Regions from separate parts of the Hordeum vulgare genome. Here region 2 is linked to region 1. Evidence: chromatin contacts called from public Hi-C data. All regions are on one chromosome and are shown on one strand. Each heading gives the region's core, a stretch centred on a gene start, on an enhancer-like site or on the middle of the called end of the contact. The rest is flanking DNA. Distances are from core to core; before and after follow the strand shown.

Region 1 (3,094 bases), core at 374-2,873:
CAAAAGAAAGTTGAGGTGAAGAAATGGCTTCATGGTGAAAAGAGAATGATTGCACACACATCATTCCAGGTGGAGGAAGCATACTTTCTTATGAATCCATAAGGCGAGGAGGAGAGATGGCAGAGTTAACAAGAATTTAAAAAGGGTTGGAGAGGTTGTAAGTCAACAAGCTTGGGACATGGAGAATAACCGACAGGACACATCTAGAAATGAAGAGTGGGACAGAGAATGAGGAGAACTGAAGAAAGGAACAACATATTGGTAGATCAAGCAAAGAAGCAAGCAACGAGGATGAAATGAAAGAACAAGCTGCACGAAGTAGTTCAAAGGCATAGGAGAAAGTTTAGATTCATGCCAATTTCGGAGAAACAAGCCAAAGAAAATAGGCTCATCTTCCAATCAGACCAGGCTACGATACATGAAACCTAGAAGGGTTAGCATATTTGATATACAAAAGATAGTTTACAAACATTACTAGTGTATATTTGACATTACATATTAGCTAAAATAGGCAACATTACATAGCACATATAACAACCAAGTTCAGTACTCTAAGATACATAAAATTAGAATTAAAATAATCTCCCTATCCATTAAGACACTCTCTCTATCCATATTATTTGACGCTTGAACAGATATACATTCGTTTAAGCGACAAGTAATATGAATAGGAGGGAGTAGCCAATTTCTAGAATGCCAATTGCTCGGCTATAGCCACAAAACTTGGTCCACCGAAGGCAACACTTCGATTTCATGGATACCTCCATCGTAGAGGTGTGCTTGCCGGAGTTGAGGAACACTTCCACAGGTCATGCAGTGGGCTACGACCTCGATGCACACCTAGCACAGTATGACACCACACCGCTTCTCGATGACCACCACCGGTGCATCCTCCTTCGCCAACTCACCACAGTCTCCGACCACCGTCCCCATCAACACGTACCCACGGTAGTTTGCCTCCAACACATCCATGGCAGCATGCATGCAAGAAGCGGCAAAATTTTCTGTTTTGACCCAATCTGACCCCGATGGAAAAAAAATCGGATTTGACCTTTTTGCTACCGTCGGACCACTTGGCAGTAGGATATAACAACCTACCTCCAAGGTCCCTGACGGTAGGGTTGCATGCCTACCTTAAAAAAATCCAAGTTGCACACACAGTGCACGTGTGTGCCTATCGTCGAACCCCTTGGCGGTAGGCTTACACATGCTACCACCAGCCCCTACGACGGTAGATCATTTTCTTACCGTCAGGGACCTTGATGGTAGGTTGTCATACCCTACCGTCAAAGGGTCTCGCTGTAAGAAAAATGTTAGGATCAGAAAAAATTTCCCCACCAATATTAGATCCGGCTTAATGTTAAAAAAAGGGTCAAAACAGTGAATTTGACCACGAGAAGCACATTGACCGTGCCCGAATTGAGACAGGGCTCTCCCGGTCATCACACCTCATGCAGTAACCATCACTCAAGCAAACTGCGGCTCAGACCACCACTAGCGACAGGTGGAGGAGGCGCGACTTGGTTGCCACTCGCGATGGGAGGTGGATATGTGGGCCACCAACAATGACGTGTGGGGGAGGCGTGACTTGATGACCACCAACGAAGAGAGGGGTAAGCGCGACAAGAGGTGGATACTCGTTGACCCTGTCGCCATCGAGGGAATAGTCCGTCACGCTCGCGCCAATCATCGTGCTTGATATGTGGTGGACTAGAATGCAATTTGGAAAAGTAGGGCTTGAGGCTTCGTTTGGGGGTTTGACTAGGGGACAGCCAAATTCTCTTACTGTGGGCCCGCTATGCTGACATGGCTAACGCGACATACACAAGAAATACACACGTACGTAGCTAAGGACTGCTCGAGCGAGTTCCTTTTTGCCTTAGTATTCTCAACTCTAGACACCGTATTGAATCAATTTAAGGCTAGTCCGCTAGTCCCAGTGCTCCAGCCTAGTGCTCCAGCCTGGACCGGTTCTTAGCCTGCTGCATTGGCAAAAATTCAGACGTGGCCCCTTAATTAATGAGGAAAGAGTCTAGTTTCGTAACCACAGGAGGAAACAGTACCAGGCGTGGGCACCTAGGCAAAAGCGGAATTAATTCAATCTTGTGCGCCTGAGCCATCGCCTCCTTTTCTTCTCGTTCCTCCCCAACTCCCCCACGCACATCCCCGCTGCAGCTTCTTCTTCCTCGCTCACCATCGTCGCCCTGATGTAGCCGCTTAATCCTCCACCAGCAGCGGCGCCCCGCCCCTGACCTCGCCCACAGCATCGCCATCCCATCCTTTGGTTAAGCTAGCCGAATGGACCATCATCGGGAGAAGGTCGCAGCGGCACCGGCTGCTCCTCCTCTGTTTGTTAGGGCACCATTGGTTCTGCATTAGTTCGCCGCTGCACCACCTGCTCCTCCTATGTTCGCAACCCCGAATAGCTCCTCCAGCCAGTCAGCAACTTGTCCTTGGTAAGGGCAAGGCAAAATTAGTATGGATTCCTAGTCGTTTTTTCAATCTGGTTTCCAATCTGATTTTTTCACTTCATTTTTCCAATCTGGTTTTCTCACTTGAGTCACTTCTCGTGCATGAACTACACGTTGAAAACATCACTTCTCTCGTACACTTTTCAATCTATTTTTTCACAAGACCATGGATTCCTAGTTTTTTATATAAAATGTAGTCATCCAATGATTTTGTATCAGTTATTCAGAAGTATCACTAACTGAAGGACTACTTCATATATATGTAAATCTATAGCAATCTTTTTAGATAATCAAACTGAGTTCAGTTTAGTTCAAACTAGGTTTAGACTAGATCAGAATTGACAAGAAAATTCAGAATCGACATCCAATGGACTATCTAGTCATACAAATTGTCAGTTAAGTTTTCTCAAGTACTTACCTAATTATAGGAACAATAGTTTATAATTGTCAAAAGTTGTTAGTACGAAAAGTGTGTTACTTAAATTCCATGACATTGTTCACCTGTTCAGGTGATATGTAGAATTGTTGCCATATTTTGTTGTTGATTGTTTCAGGCCAATGTCTACTCATCCACCTGATGGTTTTCATAAGAGTCCACAAACCCCACCATTCTAGCCAATTCA
Region 2 (2,847 bases), core at 123-2,622, 500 kb before region 1:
TGGTTATATAAAAGTTACAAGGGAGGAACTATTTCTAGGCCAACATGAATGTTTGTCTTTAGGTTGGACTTTTTCGATCTACTGTTTTCTTCATCGGTGGCACTTGATGTTCTAGTGCACTAGTTCTATAGGTCTTTAGCACAATGACTTCCCAATTGTCTGTTAAAAAGAAGGTGGCTGCAACAAGAAAGGGATGATGACAGCGCCACGCCTTCGACTTGCTTTCTTACTTGTAGTCGTCGCTAGGTGGTCTAAGGATTTAGATATAATTATTATTATTTCTGATGCTTTTTTACTGTCATGATTAATGATAAATAGATTTTTTTTAACGGACATAAAAATGTTAATTTCTAGGTAGATATTCATATGAATCTGATGAATGTGTCCCATGTATTTTTTTAAACAGGGCCTTTTTCCTTTGCCCATCCTTAATTAAAAGAAGAATATAATTTGTGATACAAAGACGCCAATTATAAGAAGGTTTACTCTCACATACAATAGTTTTGAAAATTTTTTGCACCAATGGCGGTCTAAAGCTTTGCCTCACACTTGATGATATTCCTTTTTGCGAATGCACTTGATAATATTGAGCAAGATACTTGTAGGAAGTATAATGGTCAGATCAGATGGTTCGTTGCGTTGATTTGGAAAGGAAATTCCAATCATGTATACAAAAAACAAAAAAAATTACAAGTAATTATATGTACACAAATTTCGATAGGCTACTTATCCAACTTTTTATTTTTGTTTTGTTTTGTGAGGCATAATCCCTTGCATTTAAATTTTTACAGGAGCGAAAGCACTTTTGCTTTTGAGATGGGTAAAATCAGTGTATTTTCTTTTTGAATGCAATATATACACATTCAAGAGAGTGAGCAGATACATTATATCTAAATTTATGAAATCATCACAAATACCACCGTAGTCAACCGGAACGTAACTTCTCATTGAACGAACATTGTCAAAAGATATGAAATAAATCCATGAAATACAAACATCATTATTATGACTATTGAACCTAATGAGATGGTTCGACCGCAAAGAACTTAATCATCTGGTCTAGGCTCACTTCACAATTGAACCTCAGGGGGACCCGAGCAAATGAACGTCAGGCCGGCGGACCCGTAAACACGTTGCCTAAATACATGTGCGTCGGCAGTCACACAAGATGGGCAGGGCGCCCTTGCCAGCTAAAAGCTAGAGACAGGAAGCAAATTGAGGGACTATAAACACGAGCCAGTGCACGTCGACTGGCTCCTTTTTCTCATGGCATGCGTGACGTCGCGATCCACACAAAAGCCAACACAGCACCCCACTCTGTCGCAGTACGTAGCATAGCAAACACATTCTTCAGATGAGCTGAACGTGCAGCGGGCCTCTTTCCGTGGCCGAACGCGATATAGGCAGACTAGGTGGGAAGTTTGCAGTTTGCACAGTCAGAATTACCACGTTCTCAAACGACTGAGCCAGCCGAAGACGCGTCACGGTCGACGGGGATTCAGTGCTTGCGATCGCACGATTCGGTTTCTAGAAGCGCCTAGCTAGGCTAGCATTGCGCGATTCCTGATGGCATGTACAGCACGGTGCCCGTGAGAGGAACGGAACTGGAAAGGAGCCTTGTGGTTGGTCATTGGTAGGCGACCGTACTGCGGGCTATACTTTTTTTTTTTTTTGCGAAAATGCCCATAGATCTATTAATCAGCACACCACATTACAGAGCAACCCCCCCCCCCCCCATCCCCCTCCGCGCGCGTCACCCCTCCTCTGGGGACATGGGACCTTCATCGCGCCGCCTCGCTCCCCCAACCCACCTCCCTCCCGCCTCGCCGCCACTCAAGGTGATGATGACGAAGGCCGCACGCACTCCATGGAAGGTGGCGGCGGAGCGCATCTGCTGCTCCTTGCGGTCGTCTTGTTGCCAGAGGAGGGCGATGGGCCATGCTGGATCTGGCCACTTGGACGCGGGCGACAGTGACGGCTTCCCCTCTGACGCGGGGGTGACCAGGGCCGGGCCAACAGTGGTGTAAAATGTGCCACCTGCACAAGGCCCATAATTTTGGAGGCCCCAAAATTTATAACCAAATACTAAAAAGTACAACTGCACTTTTTAGTCTCCCCGAGCGCACGCATCAGAGCCGTCCGATCACCCGTTCGATCGCGCGGTACCCGCCCGGCGCGGTTCCCGTCCCGACACAGTAGTGGTGCACCCGAGGCCAGGTGAAACTGCCGCATCGCGCTGCTCTCCCTGTTCGAACCGGCCACCTCTTCCTTATCCTCCCCCATTTCCAACTCTCCTCCCCTCTCGGCCGCTCCATCCTCCCCATGTACCACAACGACAAGGGGCACGAGGCTCCAGTGGTGGTTTGGCCGGAGATACGTCGGCGCGGGAGGCCACCCGCGGGCGTGGTGTGACGTCGGCTACACAGACAGGTAAATCCCGGCATCTCTCTCACGCGCATCTGCTCCATATCTCGATTGTGACGTTAAGGTTAGGTGTTTGGGTGGTGTGACGGCCGATTTGGGACGGCGAGGTTACGGGTGTGCGAGCACGTAGGCTATGCGGCGCAACCGGGGGCACCACATGGCCCGAGGTCACTGAATGAGAGGGTCGGGGGCAGGGAGAGGGGGCTTGCAGCAGCAACAACAGGTGAGTCTCGAGGTGGACAGCTTCGAGGATCTCGGGTTCGTGGGTGGGAGGTGCTGGCCGTGATGCGGGAGGCTGGCATCACGAATCCCACCGAGATCCAGTGCGTCATCCGCGTCGAGGAGCTCGTGCTTTTTTAGGAGGAGGTGCTGGCCGCGATGCGGAGGCTAGCATCACGAAGTCACCGAGATCCAGTGCGTCGG

What was found. A called contact is a pair of places that touch in the nucleus more often than the background predicts.
Region 2: a contact with region 1 is called in a Hi-C map of leaf, with 2.8 times the contacts expected there. The contact joins two enhancer-like sites. A contact is called at or near these places in 3 of 6 Hi-C or Micro-C datasets (leaf and seedling).

What each region holds. Positions count from the first base shown.
Region 1 is chr2H:188,186,555-188,189,648 of MorexV3_pseudomolecules_assembly, reverse strand. No RefSeq gene overlaps it. Among protein-coding and RNA genes, the nearest start is that of LOC123425783, 330 kb to the right of the region's middle. Within about 2 kb of position 1,623, at least 3 of the 3 cell types and tissues checked have open chromatin away from gene starts, as enhancers often do. A contact at or near this core is called in leaf, where this site is marked.
Region 2 is chr2H:188,681,691-188,684,537 of MorexV3_pseudomolecules_assembly, reverse strand. No RefSeq gene overlaps it. Among protein-coding and RNA genes, the nearest start is that of LOC123425785, 420 kb to the left of the region's middle. Within about 2 kb of position 1,372, at least 2 of the 3 cell types and tissues checked have open chromatin away from gene starts, as enhancers often do. A contact at or near this core is called in leaf, where this site is marked.